2 separate regions of the Mus musculus genome follow, and region 1 is linked to region 2. Evidence: chromatin contacts called from public promoter capture Hi-C data. All regions are on one chromosome and are shown on one strand. The core of a region is the stretch at or near the end of the contact, and the rest is flanking DNA. Distances in the headings are between cores, read along the strand shown. Region 1 overlaps Akirin1 (akirin 1). Region 2 overlaps Macf1 (microtubule-actin crosslinking factor 1).

Evidence for each region. Capture Hi-C pulls out chosen DNA fragments and counts their contacts.
Region 1: a promoter capture Hi-C map of adipose tissue shows a contact between it and region 2. The contact joins two enhancer-like sites. A contact is called at or near these places in 1 of 39 promoter capture datasets (the 3T3-L1 cell line), 3 of 115 datasets of contacts at active chromatin or transcription factors (embryonic stem cells, microglia and stem cell-derived neural progenitor cells) and 3 of 9 other capture datasets (adipose tissue, embryonic stem cells and liver).

Annotation. Positions count from the first base shown.
Region 1 is chr4:123,738,181-123,745,019 of GRCm38.p6, reverse strand. Akirin1 (akirin 1) reads left to right here. Exons shown (of 5, transcript NM_023423.3): 2 at 1,447-1,587; 3 at 5,743-5,877. Among named protein-coding and RNA genes, the nearest start is that of Akirin1, 8.7 kb to the left of the region's middle. Within about 2 kb of position 2,314, at least 26 of the 459 cell types and tissues checked have an H3K27ac peak or open chromatin away from gene starts, as enhancers often do. A contact at or near this core is called in adipose tissue, where this site is marked.
Region 2 is chr4:123,477,059-123,483,730 of GRCm38.p6, reverse strand. It overlaps Macf1 (microtubule-actin crosslinking factor 1), which reads left to right. Exons shown (of 98, transcript NM_001199136.1): 34 at 1-84; 35 at 3,409-3,544. Among named protein-coding and RNA genes, the nearest start is that of D830031N03Rik, 68 kb to the right of the region's middle. Within about 2 kb of position 4,485, at least 23 of the 459 cell types and tissues checked have an H3K27ac peak or open chromatin away from gene starts, as enhancers often do. A contact at or near this core is called in adipose tissue, where this site is marked.

The sequences.
Region 1 (6,839 bases), core at 1,065-3,564, 260 kb before region 2:
TGAGAAAACAGTGTTCCTGGCCCTCTCAGAATCACTTTTTTATTTTTTTTTTGTCTGTACACCAGGAGAGGGCGTCAGGTCCTAGTACAGGTGGTTGTGAGCCACCATGTCGTTGCTGGGAATTGAACTTAGGTTCTCTGGAAGAGCAGTCAGTGCTCTTAACCACTGAGCCATCTCTCCAGCCCTCCAGTTTGGTTGTTGTTGTTTTTGTTTTTGTTTTGTTTTTTGAGACAGGGTTTTTCTGTATAATAGCCCTGGCTGCCCTTAACTCACTTTGTAGAAAAGGCTGGCCTTGAACTCACAGAGATCCACCATGCCTCTGTCTCTTCTGGAATTAAAGATTTGTGCTACCATACCTGGCTCGGAAATACTTTTAATGAGCCTTGATAATCCCAAACAGTAGCCCTCAGCTCCTCCCGCTCCTCCAGCGCCTTCCCAGAGTCCAGGATGTTACACATAATGCTTTTTTCTACCTACCATCTTTCCCAAAGACCTTTTAAAGTCTCATGGAATAAAGCCTTAATTGTTAAAAGACCTTTAGTGATAAGCATAATATAAAGCATAATGCTGTGCTTGGTAGAAATGTAAAACTTAGCTGAGTTAAGGCAGGGGCATGCTGTATATTGCTACTATGGGCCACAGTCTGAAACCATTTCTCAAAAAAAAAAAAAAAAAAAAAAAAAAAGAACCAGACATGGTAACACACGTTTAATCTGAGTGCTTGGGAAATAAGGGGATTGTCAGGAGGAGTCCATGGTCACCTCAGCTATACAGCAAGGTCAAGGCCAGGGTAGGCTACATGAGACTGTCTATAAAACCAAAACAAATTAAAAATAACAACACGTTTATTTTACTTTAAATTGTACTGGTGAATCCAGCAAGATACAGGTCTGATTTGCTTGGTTACCACAGGAAAAAGTAAAGCAGTAGGCATAACCAGAATAGCTATTATTTTAGGAATTAAACTTCTTTAAGATTTACTTATTTTTACTTTATATATATGAGTGTTTGCCTCTGTGTGTGTGTGTGTGTGTGTGTGTGTGTGTGTGTGTGTGTGTGTGAGAGAGAGAGAGAGAGTGTGTGTGAGAGAGAGAGAGAGAACCACTTGCACAGCAAACACTTTATACACTGAGCCATCATACCAGCTCCAAAAGTCAGAATAAGACTGTCTTGAGCTGCATGGCTGGCTGATACACTGTAACTTAAGGAAGGGCTTGTGCCTGTGTGCTAAAGGGATATTTAGTCAGAATATCGTCTTTGGACTGAGGATGTGTCTCCTAGGCAGATGCTTGCCTAGTGGTTAAGACTCTGGTTTGAACCCCAGCATCTTGTAGAATAAAATAATAAGATCTCTCTTGCCTATCTTCTCAACAAAGTTTGTAGGTGGGAAGTTTGAAGAAATGACCATAAAATGAATATTCAAGTTCATTTTCTTTTTTTTACTAGAGCAAATTTTTCAGAACATAAAACAAGAATATAATCGTTACCAGAGATGGAGACATTTAGAAGTTGTTCTCAGTCAAAGCGAAGCCTGTACTTCAGAAACTCAGCCTTCCTCCTCGGCACTTACTGCACCAGGTTCTCCAGGTAAGCAGACTGCGTTAGAAATCTGTTTCAGCCTTGGTGGGCTGGGTTTGGTGGGCCTAGCATGTTTTGGAGGCTAAGGCCAGAACTGTGCATTTGAGACCGGCTAGTAAAGCCTAGCAAGACCCTGTCTGAAAACAGTCGTTTTTCTTTAACTGCAGTGTGTCCTTTAGCGACCTGTGCTGTATTGCTTTTCATTCCTGTGACAGTGTACTTAGCAGGAGCAACTTCAGGCAGGAAGACTTTATTCTGGCTCATGGCTTTAGGTGGTTTTCTCCTTTGTGGCAGCAGAGGCATGGTGAAGTGGCTCAGTTCCTGCAGTGAGCCTGTGGCTTCCTCTTCATATGGTATAGACCAGGAAGTGGGGTGACATGGGACCAGATGCAGATAAAAACTTCAAATGCCTGCCCCAGTGACCTATTTGTACCTGCCAGACCTCATCTTTCTTAAAGACATGACAGCCTTCAAATAATGTCACAAGCTAGGAAACAGGCACCTGAAGCATTGGCTATGGAGATGGTCTAGAGTCAAACCAAAATGGAGCCTAGGTTATTTCTTATTTAAACCTACTAATGAAGTTTTAGGGAAAAATGTCACTTTGAGGTTTTGCTTTTGGCTTGGACAAGTTGTTGATAAGATAGTCTCACATACAGCCCTGGCTAGCCTGGGACTTGCAGAGATCCTCTTACAGAGTGGTGTGTCACCATGCCTGGTCCTGCGTTTTGTTGTCTAGACAGAGCCTCAGTATATATTCTTGGCCGGTCTGCAGACTGATCAGTCTTCAGCATGTGGCAGTCTTCTTGCATAAGTACTAGTCACATGTGGCTGCTGCATTGGCATAAAACTGTAGGAAATTTGTTCTAGAAAGTTCTCTGGGACAGTCAGTTCTGCTTTGTAACCCTGACATGTGGTTTGTGGGGGCTATGCTCAAAAATCTCAGGATTTGCAGTTGTCTTTGTCACTTAGTGAACTAGCCTTGCCTGCTGGGTCCCTATAAATGGTCAGCAGTCCAGTGTTGCCAACCTCTAGAAAAGTTTGCTTCCTCAAAGTATTCAATTACTTAACAGTTTTAAAGTTAGAAATTACCTTAAAAGTTATTGACTAAGCCGGGCGTGGTGGCACACGCCTTTAATCCCAGCACTCGGGAGGCAGAGGCAGGCAGATTTCTGAGTTTGAGGCCAGTCTGGTCTACAAAGTGAGTTCCAGGATAGCCAGGGCTACACAGAGAAACCCTGTCTCAAAAACAAAAACAAAAACAAAACAAAACAAAAAAGTTATTGACTGGGACCTGGCTATCTCAGCATTCAGGAAACAGTGTCAGGCAAATCAGGCAGATCTCACTGAGACCAGCCTGATTTATATAGTGAGTTCCAAAGAGCCAGGGCTATGCAGAGAGACCCTGTTTTGTTTTGGGGTTTTGGTGTGTGTTTGTTTGTTTGTTTGTTTTACAAGGGGGGTGGTAGAAAGGAGTGAGAGAAAGATAAAGAAGTTGTCTCCTGATAAATTAGTGGTTTAAGAAGCTTGGTGGGAAGATAGGCAGTGGTGGCGCACGCCTTTGGTCCCAGCACTTGGGAGGCAGAGGCAGGTGGATTTCTGAGTTCGAGGCCAGCCTGGTCTACAGAGTGAGTTCCAGGACAGCCAGGGCTACACAGAGAAACCCAGAAAAAAAGAAGCTTGGTGGGCAGGAAGAGTAACGAGCTGTTAAGGCTTTTTACTTTGAGGATGGTGGGAATGTTTTAGGACTAGAGGGAGTTGCACAGCATGGTGGCCATACTGAATGCCACTGAAATTTTCACTTTGAAATGGTTCATTCCATGTGAATTACTCTGCGATGCCAGCTCGCCTCCTCCTAAATATTATTTTAATTCTTGTTCATTTTCTTTGTGGGTGGCTGTTTTGCCTGCATGTATTTCCAGATACTATGTGAGTGCCTAGTACCAGCAGAGGCTAGAAAAGGGCATCGGATCTCCTGGCGCTGGAATTAGATGGTGCTAAGCAACTATGTGGGTGTTGGGAATTGAACCAGGGTCCTCTAGAATGTAGCCAGTGAGTGTTCTTAATTACCCAGCCATCGCTCCAGCCTCTTAAATATTGCTATTATTTATTTTTGTCTTTTCAAAACAGGCTTTCTCTGTGTAGCCCAGGCTGTCCTAGAACTTCCTTTGTAGACCATGCTAGCCCCCAAATCACAGAGATTCACCTTCTCTGAGTGCTGGGATCAAAGGTGTGCACCACACCCATCTATGGAAATGTTAGTTTAAATGAGACAGGAATCTTAAAACTTTAAAAAGCAAGGGTGAAGTTTGTAATTTTTTGTTTTTTAATTTGGGGACAGAATCTTTGTAAGTTGTCTTAAGATTTGTAAATTCTTACCTCATACTTCATAGGATCTGGAAATAAATGTTTTTAAAATATGTAAATGTAAACATAAGGATTTTTACTACATTTATTTATGGTGGGAGGCAGATGTACTTATGCCATGGCATGCATGTGGTGGTCAGAGGAAAACTTGTAGGAGTTGTTCTCTCTGTACACAGTCTGGGTTCACTCAGGCTCAGCTCCTGGGGCTTTACCCATGGAGCCATCTCACTGGCCCAGTAATTTTAAAGTAGCAGAAAATGTGAGGAGAGAAATGATTGCAGATGATGGGTGTGCCTAGTGTTTTGGTCATGTTTCATTTGTAAAGGAAAAAATACTTTGTTTAGTTTAAGAGAAAACAACCACAGGGTTTGTTGTTTCAGGGTGGTAAGTAGCTTAAATACTGACCGGAGTGAAGGAAGATTCTAAAGGGAGGATAGGATGGGTTATGGCTTGATCTTTATGCAGACTTACTCCAACTGCCAGCTTCAGACTCCAGCTGTAACCATGCTGCTGTTTGCTTCGTTTGTCCTCACCTACAGAGTAGAAGTTTCCTCTATAACCTTTGCCCCTCCCATTTTTGCTGAATATTCTGAATATGAATGATAAATTCACATCTGAATAGCTCCCAAGAAGCTGAAAATTACAGTTTCGATGTTCACGGCCTCTGCTGGTAAAGTGACTAGGATAACTGAGACATTTTGTGAAGAGATTCATTAAGTAGCAGAGAATGACTCTAACTTTAATTCCTGATCTTTCTGACAGTGCTGGGCTTATAGGAGTCTGATTAATCATGAGGAGTGTGGGTTCATAAAGGTGTGATGACTGGCTAGAGATGTGGCTCAGTTGGTAGAGTGCTTGCTTAGCATGCATGAAGCCCTGGTGGGATCCTCAGCACAGAATAAACCAACACAGTAATCCCAGTATTTGGGGAGGTAGAGGCAAAAGAATCAGAAATTAAAGGTTATTTGAGGGTACTAATAAGTTCAAGGCCAGCCTGGATTTCTTGAGACCATTTCTAATAGGGAGTGTTAAGGGGTTAATATTAGTGACTTGGTTTATATTATTGAGCAAGTAAAGGTCCTGAGTCATCAAAATCGGTTGTGGATCCTAAAAGTAAAAGATGCCTGGGCCCTGACCTGCTACAGAATTAAATGATCAGAAAGTGTAGTTTTGATGTGTGTTGTACAGTCAGGCCCTTCGAATCTGATGTGCATAGGGGTCACAAGTGCTCCAGGATAGCAGTGAATAAAGTCCAAAACCAAGTCACCGACCTTACAATAGGAGAGGTGGGTATGGTGACATGCCATGAATCCCAGGACTGGGAAGGTGGAGGCAGGCGGTTCTCTGTGACTTTGAGGGCAGCCAGGGCTCTGTACAGAGAAACCCTGTCTCAAAACAAAACAAAACAAAACAAAACAAAACAAAAGCCAGATGTAAGCTTTCATTTGTAATCTTATCACTTAGAGAGGTAGAGATAGGCAAGATCCATGGGGCTCCCTGAGTAGCCCGGCTCACCCATCTAAAGCTAAGAGTATTTATATGAAGGTTAATTCTAAACCTCAGAATTGGAATACATTGTGTAAAGATTTATCTTTTGGGGGCTATAGGCAATCTGGGACTAGGCAAACACTCTACGCAGCTTTTGTTTTTATTTAGAGACAGGGTCTTGTTAAGTTTCCCATGTGTGCCTTAAATTCTGTTGTTCTTGCATTTAGAGTTGCTGGAGTTATAGGCATGTGCTTATATTTATTTTATATTTATATATTAGTTCCCAGCTTATATTTACGGTTTTGCCAGGTGCTTTCTGGATGAAGAAGGACCAGCCCACCTTTACCCTTCGACAAGTGGGGATAATATGTGAGCGTCTCTTAAAAGACTATGAAGATAAAGTCCGAGAGGAGTATGAGCAAATCCTCAGTACCAAACTCGCAGGTAGGCTGAGGCGTGGGTGCCGCTGCTGTTTACACAACTCAGAAAAGATGGCTTCATGCAGGAGATGTTACGGTGCTGTTTACACAACTCAGAAAAGATGGCTTCATGCAGGAGATGTTACGGATTGTGAGCACTCAGGCCACTCTTTGGTGCTGTCATGGTGTTATTTTTACATCTTATGAAAGAACTCATTTGCATTTCTGAAAGCAGATAAGCAGAGCCCTTCATGTAAAAATTTTCCATAAGTATAGGCAGTGAGTAGGCCACCATCTGGTCAACAGGTGGTTGGCCTATGGTACTGACTTCCTAACAGGTGTCAGGATTGGGACAGTGCAGTGTCACCAGCATGTTCAAACTTCTGCACGAGAGTCACTGTGCTAATGTAAAAGTTGGGCGCTCTGTTTGGGAAGTATGATAGAAAAAAGCAAGTACAGGCCAGCTGAGGCTAGAGAATAGGTGGTTAGGAAAGACAAGTGGAGCCTGTGTGGTAAAGAATAGAGCCTTGAGAGTGCCTCAGCACTTAGGGCTTTCTGCTCTCCCAGAGGACCCATGCTGGACGGCTCGAGACTACCAAGAGCTACAGCTGCAGCTGATCCAGCACTCTCTGCGCTCAGGGCCACCTGCACTCAAACACAATTTAAAAAATAATGATAAACGAGCTAACTGTGTGGACTAGGCTAGCCTCAAACTCACAGAGATCCTCCTGTTTCCAGTCCCCTCAAAAACTGGGATTCCAAGCATGAGCCACCGTGCTCAGCCTTTTTTTTTCTCTTTGCTTTCTTAGTTGGGAATCTGCTGTACCCATTTGCTTATGCAAGTCTTCTGTTACTGATCCCACTGTAATCCCATTTGCTCATGTTTTCATTTCATAATGAAAGGACTTCAGAAATCCAAGCTCATAGATTAGATTTCTGTACTGTGAAGCCATTGGTAGAGGGTAGAATTATAAAAGAGGAAAAGGA
Region 2 (6,672 bases), core at 3,236-5,735:
GGCAGAAGAGTTGACAACCAAGAAAGAACAAGTTTCTGAGGCCATTAAAACTTCACAGATCTTCTTAGCCAAGCATGGCCATAAGTGAGTCTGAGCTTTTTTCTGTTTTGTTTTGTTTTGTTTTAAAGATTTATTTATTTTATTTATATGAGTATGCTATAGCTGTCTTTACACACCAGAACAGGGCACTGGATCCCTATTACAGATGGTTGTAAGCCAGCATGTGGTTGCTGGGAATTGAACTCAGGATCACTGGAAGAGCAGTCAGTGCTTTTAACCTCTGAGCCATCTTTCCAGCCTGAGTCTGACCGTTGCAACTTGCTGAATCTGAGTCATGATGAGAAGTTAGTCTGGAGAATTCCTACAAGAGCCTGAGGAGATTTTGTTTTGTTTGTTTTGTTTTGTTTTTTAACCTTCTCAGCTTTGGGGAGGAATCTTAAATATGATTGACATGGGGGAATTTTAGAGGATGAGAGGCAAGTGTAGAATAATGAATGCAAGAAATGCAGTAGATTACAGAGCTGACAAAGATTCAAGAGGTATTAAGGGGCTAGCAAATGATTCAGTACACAAAGGTGCTTATCCCCAAGCCCAGTTAACCTGAAGTCAATCCCCAGGATCCACAGAGTAGAAGTAGAGAATAACTGCCCTGATTTTCCTCTGCCCTCTGTATTTGCATGTGCCTGTGCAAATACACATACAATAAATAAGTGTATCCATTTTTTTTTTTTAAAGATTTATTTATTTATTATATGTAAGTACACTGTAGCTGTCTTCAGACACTCCAGAAGAGGGAGTCAGATCTTGTTACAGATGGTTGTGAGCCACCATGTGGTTGCTGGGATTTGAACTCCGGACCTTCGGGAGAGCAGTCGGGTGCTCTTACCCACTGAGCCATCTCACCAGCCCAAGTGTATCCATTTTTACAAAGAAATTAATGATGGTGAATCTATGGGTTTGGTCACATGGAAAAATCATTAGAAAAACTGCTAGATTAGTGGTTCATGCCTTTATTCCCAGCAGAGGCAGGGAGAGCTCTGAATTTAAGGCCAGCTTGATCTACATAGTGAGCTGTAGGCCAGCCAAGGCTATATATATAGTGAGACACAAAATATAGTCTCAAAACAAACAAAAGCCCTTCTAGGCTTCTAGCATAGGCTGTTGACTGTATGATGGTGCCACTCACACAGATAAGAAACACAGACCAAGGAGTGAGCTGCAGAATAATATAACTTAGACATTGTTGGCTATGAGAGCCTATAGAACCTCCTATAGAACCTATAGGAGTGAGTGAAAATGCCTAGGATGTAGTAAGATTCATGGATTCCTTTTCATTCCTTAGGTAGTTATACTCAACAAAGATTCCCAATGGGCAGTTATGTAGGAAGTTTGGAAATAATGTCAAAAGTCTAAAGAGACAAAGATTTAAGTCACTAATGTAGTAGAAATCATAAGGGTAAATTAACCTAAATGGACTTTCAGGGCTTTTCTGTGAAGGAAACTTAAAATGACTATGAAAATGTTGGTGAGTAATACCTCAGCTCCCAGGAAAGTTCAAAAGCGGAGGGAGGGCTCAAAAGTTAAGAAGGATGGATGAATATCTAATATATTTGACTGTTGGAACTTTTTGGTGGTATTGGTGAGAAGTTGTTGGGTAAAGTCAGGGTCAGTCTGATGAACAGTAAGCAAATGAGAGGTCAGGAGGCCGAGGAACTGAAATTCAACTCCTTTCCTAAAGCGTGGTTGCAGGAAAGGAAGGCATTAATACAAGTAATGAGAAACAGAATGCCCTCTCACAAACCTTTTACGTAGAAGGTGGAAGACAATTACCTGTGTTCATGGACTGCCTTAAGTTCAGCAAAGAGCTAATAGGAAGGAGGGGAGTGAGAGAGGTTGGAAGTAATTGGTAGGTACAAAGTACAGTCTTTGTGTTTGTTTGTTTGTTTTCGAGGCAGGGTTTCTCTATGTAGCCCTGGCTGTCCTGGAACTCACTTTGTAGACCAGGCTGGCCTAGAACTCAGAAATCCGCCTGCCTCTGCCTCCCAAGTGCTGGGATTAAAGGCATGTGCCACCACTGCCGGGCCAGAGTACAGTCTTAATCAGTAGTCAAGACAGCTTTTCCCTGCAGTGTGGGGAAAGGGGTGGGTCAAGGTGATATTGTCAAGAGTGAGGTCCAAGGAAGAGAAGTAATAGCTAGTTGTTTGTCTGCATCTTATTTTTAAATAGAGGGTTTATTGAAGATTAGGGTAGTGCTCATACAAAATGATAAAGGGATTAACTGGGGACTCTCACTTGGATTTTCTAAGGGACATACTGAAGACCAGTTAAAATTATAAACCTGTAGGATTTCTAATGTCTATGGGATACCTCCTCCCTCAAAGGATGTATCTGGCATCATGTGGGATCTTAGAGATTTGGTTTTTATCTAATTAATGAGTGGACAGGCAAGAATAATATTAAGGACCTGATTAAGAAAATCCATTGCAGGGTTTAGATGCCAGAGATAAACTGAAGATAAATAGAGAAAATGATAGGCTCAGAGCAATTTGAAGAGTCAAGGAAGGCTTGGGGGAATCTCAATCAGTTTGTAGGAAACTCTAACATAGTTCATTCTCGGAATTAATATGGGGGAGGCAACCAACTTTTAGGTTTCACCAGATTCAAGAGGTGAACCTCTAGGAAGACAGGAAATAAATAGCTCTGGTGACAAACCCATGGTGATATTAGGTGACAGTATCTGTTTCCAGCCTAAAGCAAAGGTGGTTGAATAGTAAAACTTGGAGTTAAGTAAGCATTGCACGATGGTAATCCCATCATAGGAAGCTAACCCAGAAGGGTCACCAGCTGAAGCTCACCCAGCCTGGGCTACATAAAGACCTGATCTCTTAAAAACAACCCAAACCAAACAAAAATGGCTAAGATTGGGAGAGGAGACAAGGGAAAAGGGGTGTGATGAACAATGTGCTCACCAAATACATCCACATACAAAGGCTTTAAAATAAGTTAAAGATGACTAGGTAGGTGATAGCTAAGTGAGATTTATAATTTGTTTAAAATGAGAATATCTGTGGAAGGAGTAAAGACATATAAAATAAAACTATATCATGCATTTTTAGATCTAATAATTTAACTGAACAATGAATTTATATTATTTCAGCATCCAAATTTGTGGTATATGAGTAAGGCTAAGAAAGCAAGGAGGTCATTTTGATTATAGTTGCAGCACTATGAGCATAGCGTTATATAGCATTGACATCACTAAGAATCATGGAATATGTGTGAGATGCCAAAGTTCAGTATAAGAGACTGGATGTATTCAGATAATCCATTCATGGCAACAATAGAGCAGTTTTGAATATAGTTTGGAGAGTTCTTGCCTTGAGAGAAATCTAATGCTTCGTCCTTCAGGCTTTCAGAAGGAGAGAAGGAACAGATCTCTGAGCAGTTGCGTGTGCTGAACAAGACTTACCATGACCTTTGTGATGGTTCTGCAAACCAACTCCAGCAGCTCCAAAGCGAGTTGGCTCAGCAGACGGAACAAAAGGTATTTTTACTTTTTGGCTCCATATATTATGGAAGCCTTTTAAGTGGTATGAAAGTGGCTTTGCTGATTGAGAGTCATGTTCACTAGCTTGCCATGACCAATGTGACTTAATATTTAACCTCACCTTAGCAGCCATTTGTCATGTGTTTCTTTACTGGGGTTCCATGATGTGTTGGTCAGTCAAAAATATCAGAGGGCATTTATAGCAAACCCTCTGTTTCTGGTCCACTCCCACCTCCACCCACATTTTACCATTGCATATTGGAAAACAGTTAATGAGAATTTAAATTCTGTATTTGTATCTGATCACAGGTCACTAAGATTTTACTCCTTTGAGACATTGTCACCCAAGAGTTGATAGCCAAGGGTTGTGGATATTGGCAAGAACATGCTTATAACCCTCTTCCTTCTGTAGCGTGACCAGGGAGAGTGAACTTCACTGACTGAGACGCTGGTTCCCCTCACCATCCATGGCCATCCTGTCACATAGCACATTACCAGTTCTCACCTCACCTTCACTTTTGTACCACATGGAAGTCATTATAGTTGCTGTCGATTGTCTTAAGTTGTTTCTGGATATTTGTGTGTGTGTGTGCATTTAACCAAGTTATATACATGTGTCTCTGGGATATACAGTGTGTTTGCCTGCTTATTTCCTATGTTGTGAAGCAATGGCCAGTTTATGTGGAGACAGCTAACATGGTAAATCATATTTGGTCTATATGATTCAAAAAATGACTATTCAAAACAAAATATACTTGATTCTGAAAAATGGATATAAATTATAAGTTCATAAAGTCTACAGGATAGAAGCAGTCCTGCTTTGATAATACATTTCCAGGAAATGTGTGCTGGTGAGGAATTTTCAGTGTAAAGCAGCCCACTCTAGTGGCTGTTGCTTCACCATATAAGGGAGTATGTGAAAGTTTTAACAATTGCTTGCTGAGAACATCCAGTTCTCATTTTGAAAAGTTAAAGAGGGATGGGAGGGGGAAGAGAAGGACAGGACAAGCTGCTGAGCACCACTACATTGAGCATGATGTGTCCCTGTACTGTGTGTGTTTCATGTAAAGTATTGTTCTGATTAACTGACATCCTTGCTTACAAGTTTCACTAACCCTTTGGAGTTTAAGCACAAATGCACAAAGGGAAAAGAGGACGACCTGTTTGGGGTTCTTTTTTGCAAAAAAAACAAACAGTCGCATGCTGGACGCTAACACCAAGCTTACACTGTGTATGTGATACGGCTGAGCTGCTCCATAAGGCTCTATTTCCTATCTGCCTGAGGCGTGCTCTGCAGTGTGGGTAAGTAGACGCCTTTTATTTTCTTTCCTTTTCTCCCTGTCTTTTACTGCTCATCTAGGTCACAATGTCCATGTTTGGTAGACTGGATTTCTCTGGATTACGTCCCAGTGCAGTGCTGCCTGTCTAGCCTTCAGTTATGAGGGTGTTAGAAGGAATTCTGAAGGCTTTTCTCTTTGGCTCAATTCCAGGCTTCCCCCCCCCCCCCCGCCCCAATGTCAGCATTTTTGCAATTATAACTCTTACAGAAGAAATTACAATAGTCTTCCCTTTTGTTATAACAGGCTTTATATGGATTTCTTTCTTTCTTTCTTTCTTTCTTTCTTTCTTTCTTTCTTTCTTTCTTTCTTTCTTTCTTTTTTCTTTTTGGTTTTTTGAGGTAGGCCCTGGAACTTGGTCTATAAACCAGAATGGCCTTGAATTTAGAGATCCCACGTACCCAGCTTATATATTTGTAAACAATCATACACCAATGATCAATTTTTTCAATCTCTATAAAATAGACACATAGTAGATCTGTATGGTATGTGTGTTTCATTTATATAAATTGAACCCTGTAATACAGAAATTAAAGATGGAAGAGAATGGCAAATAATATACTTTGTAGCATGGAGAATTATGCCATTAATTGAGCATATACAATGAAATGGAGAAATGAGCCAAGTCCCTCTTTGCTATCCAATCTTCATTCTTATATACAGTCCTCATGCTTGAAATCCTTGTTCAGTCTTTAAAGTTGAAGCTATGGCCTAATAGTGTTAAAGGTGTTCTTATATGTTATCTATTTATTCATTTACTGGTCATTGTATTGCAGATACTGTTCCTATACACACAGAGAAAAACTATTCTTTCAATATAGTTTCCCTCTGAATGAGAATAGAAACAAAGTGTACTTGTTAGTAGACAGGGAACTGGTTGACAGTTAAGTCTAGATCATGAAGAGTAAGTTATGAAGTTTTTGGGTTTTTTTAAGTTATGAATTTTTAAAAATCCAAAATAATACTGCCCTTATTAGAGAGATAATGACTGAAGGGCATAGTGGTGTCTGCCCTTAGTCGCATCACTCTGGAGGCAGAGGCAGGAGTCTGCTGCCGGGCAATTTGAGGCCAGCCTGCTCCACATAGTTTATACCAGGACAGTCAGAGTTTCATAGTGAGACCCTGTCTCAGAAAACAAACAAACAAAAGGAAAAAGAGCTGTAAACAGAGCCCAATGTAAGTGATCGCACAGTTAAGTGGCTAAACTCTTTAAGTGGTTTGAAATCTGAAAGAAAAGGCTTTAAATTGAGAATTCTTCAGGTGATTCTAGAACTTACAAAGGTAATTTTAACAATGTATAAGGTTTACCTTATTCCCTGAATTTAGAAACCAACTACTATTTAAGGTGTGACTTTACTGTTTCATACTTCCCAGAACTATCCAGAGAGACAATATAATAGCAAAAGATTTGAGACCAGGTTAGTTTCTGGAACTCACTTGTTTTGTTACCTTGGTCAAGTTAGCTCTCATGTTCTTACCTGCAAACTAAGATTAATCTTTTTTTTTTAAAGATTTTTTCTTAATTTTACGTATATGAGTACACCATTGCTCTCTTCAGATACACCTGAAGACAGCATCAGACCCCATTGCAGATGGTTGTGAGCCACCATGTGGTTGCTGGGAATTGAACTCAGGACCTCTGAAAGAGCAGCCAGTGCTCTTAACCGCTGAGCCATCTCCCCAGCCGAAGAGTAATCTTTTAAAGGACCATTGTGAAGATTTTATGTCCTTCTTCATGCATCTGAGTGGTAGTTGCTATCATAGTTATTAAATTTCCCTTTTTAGCCC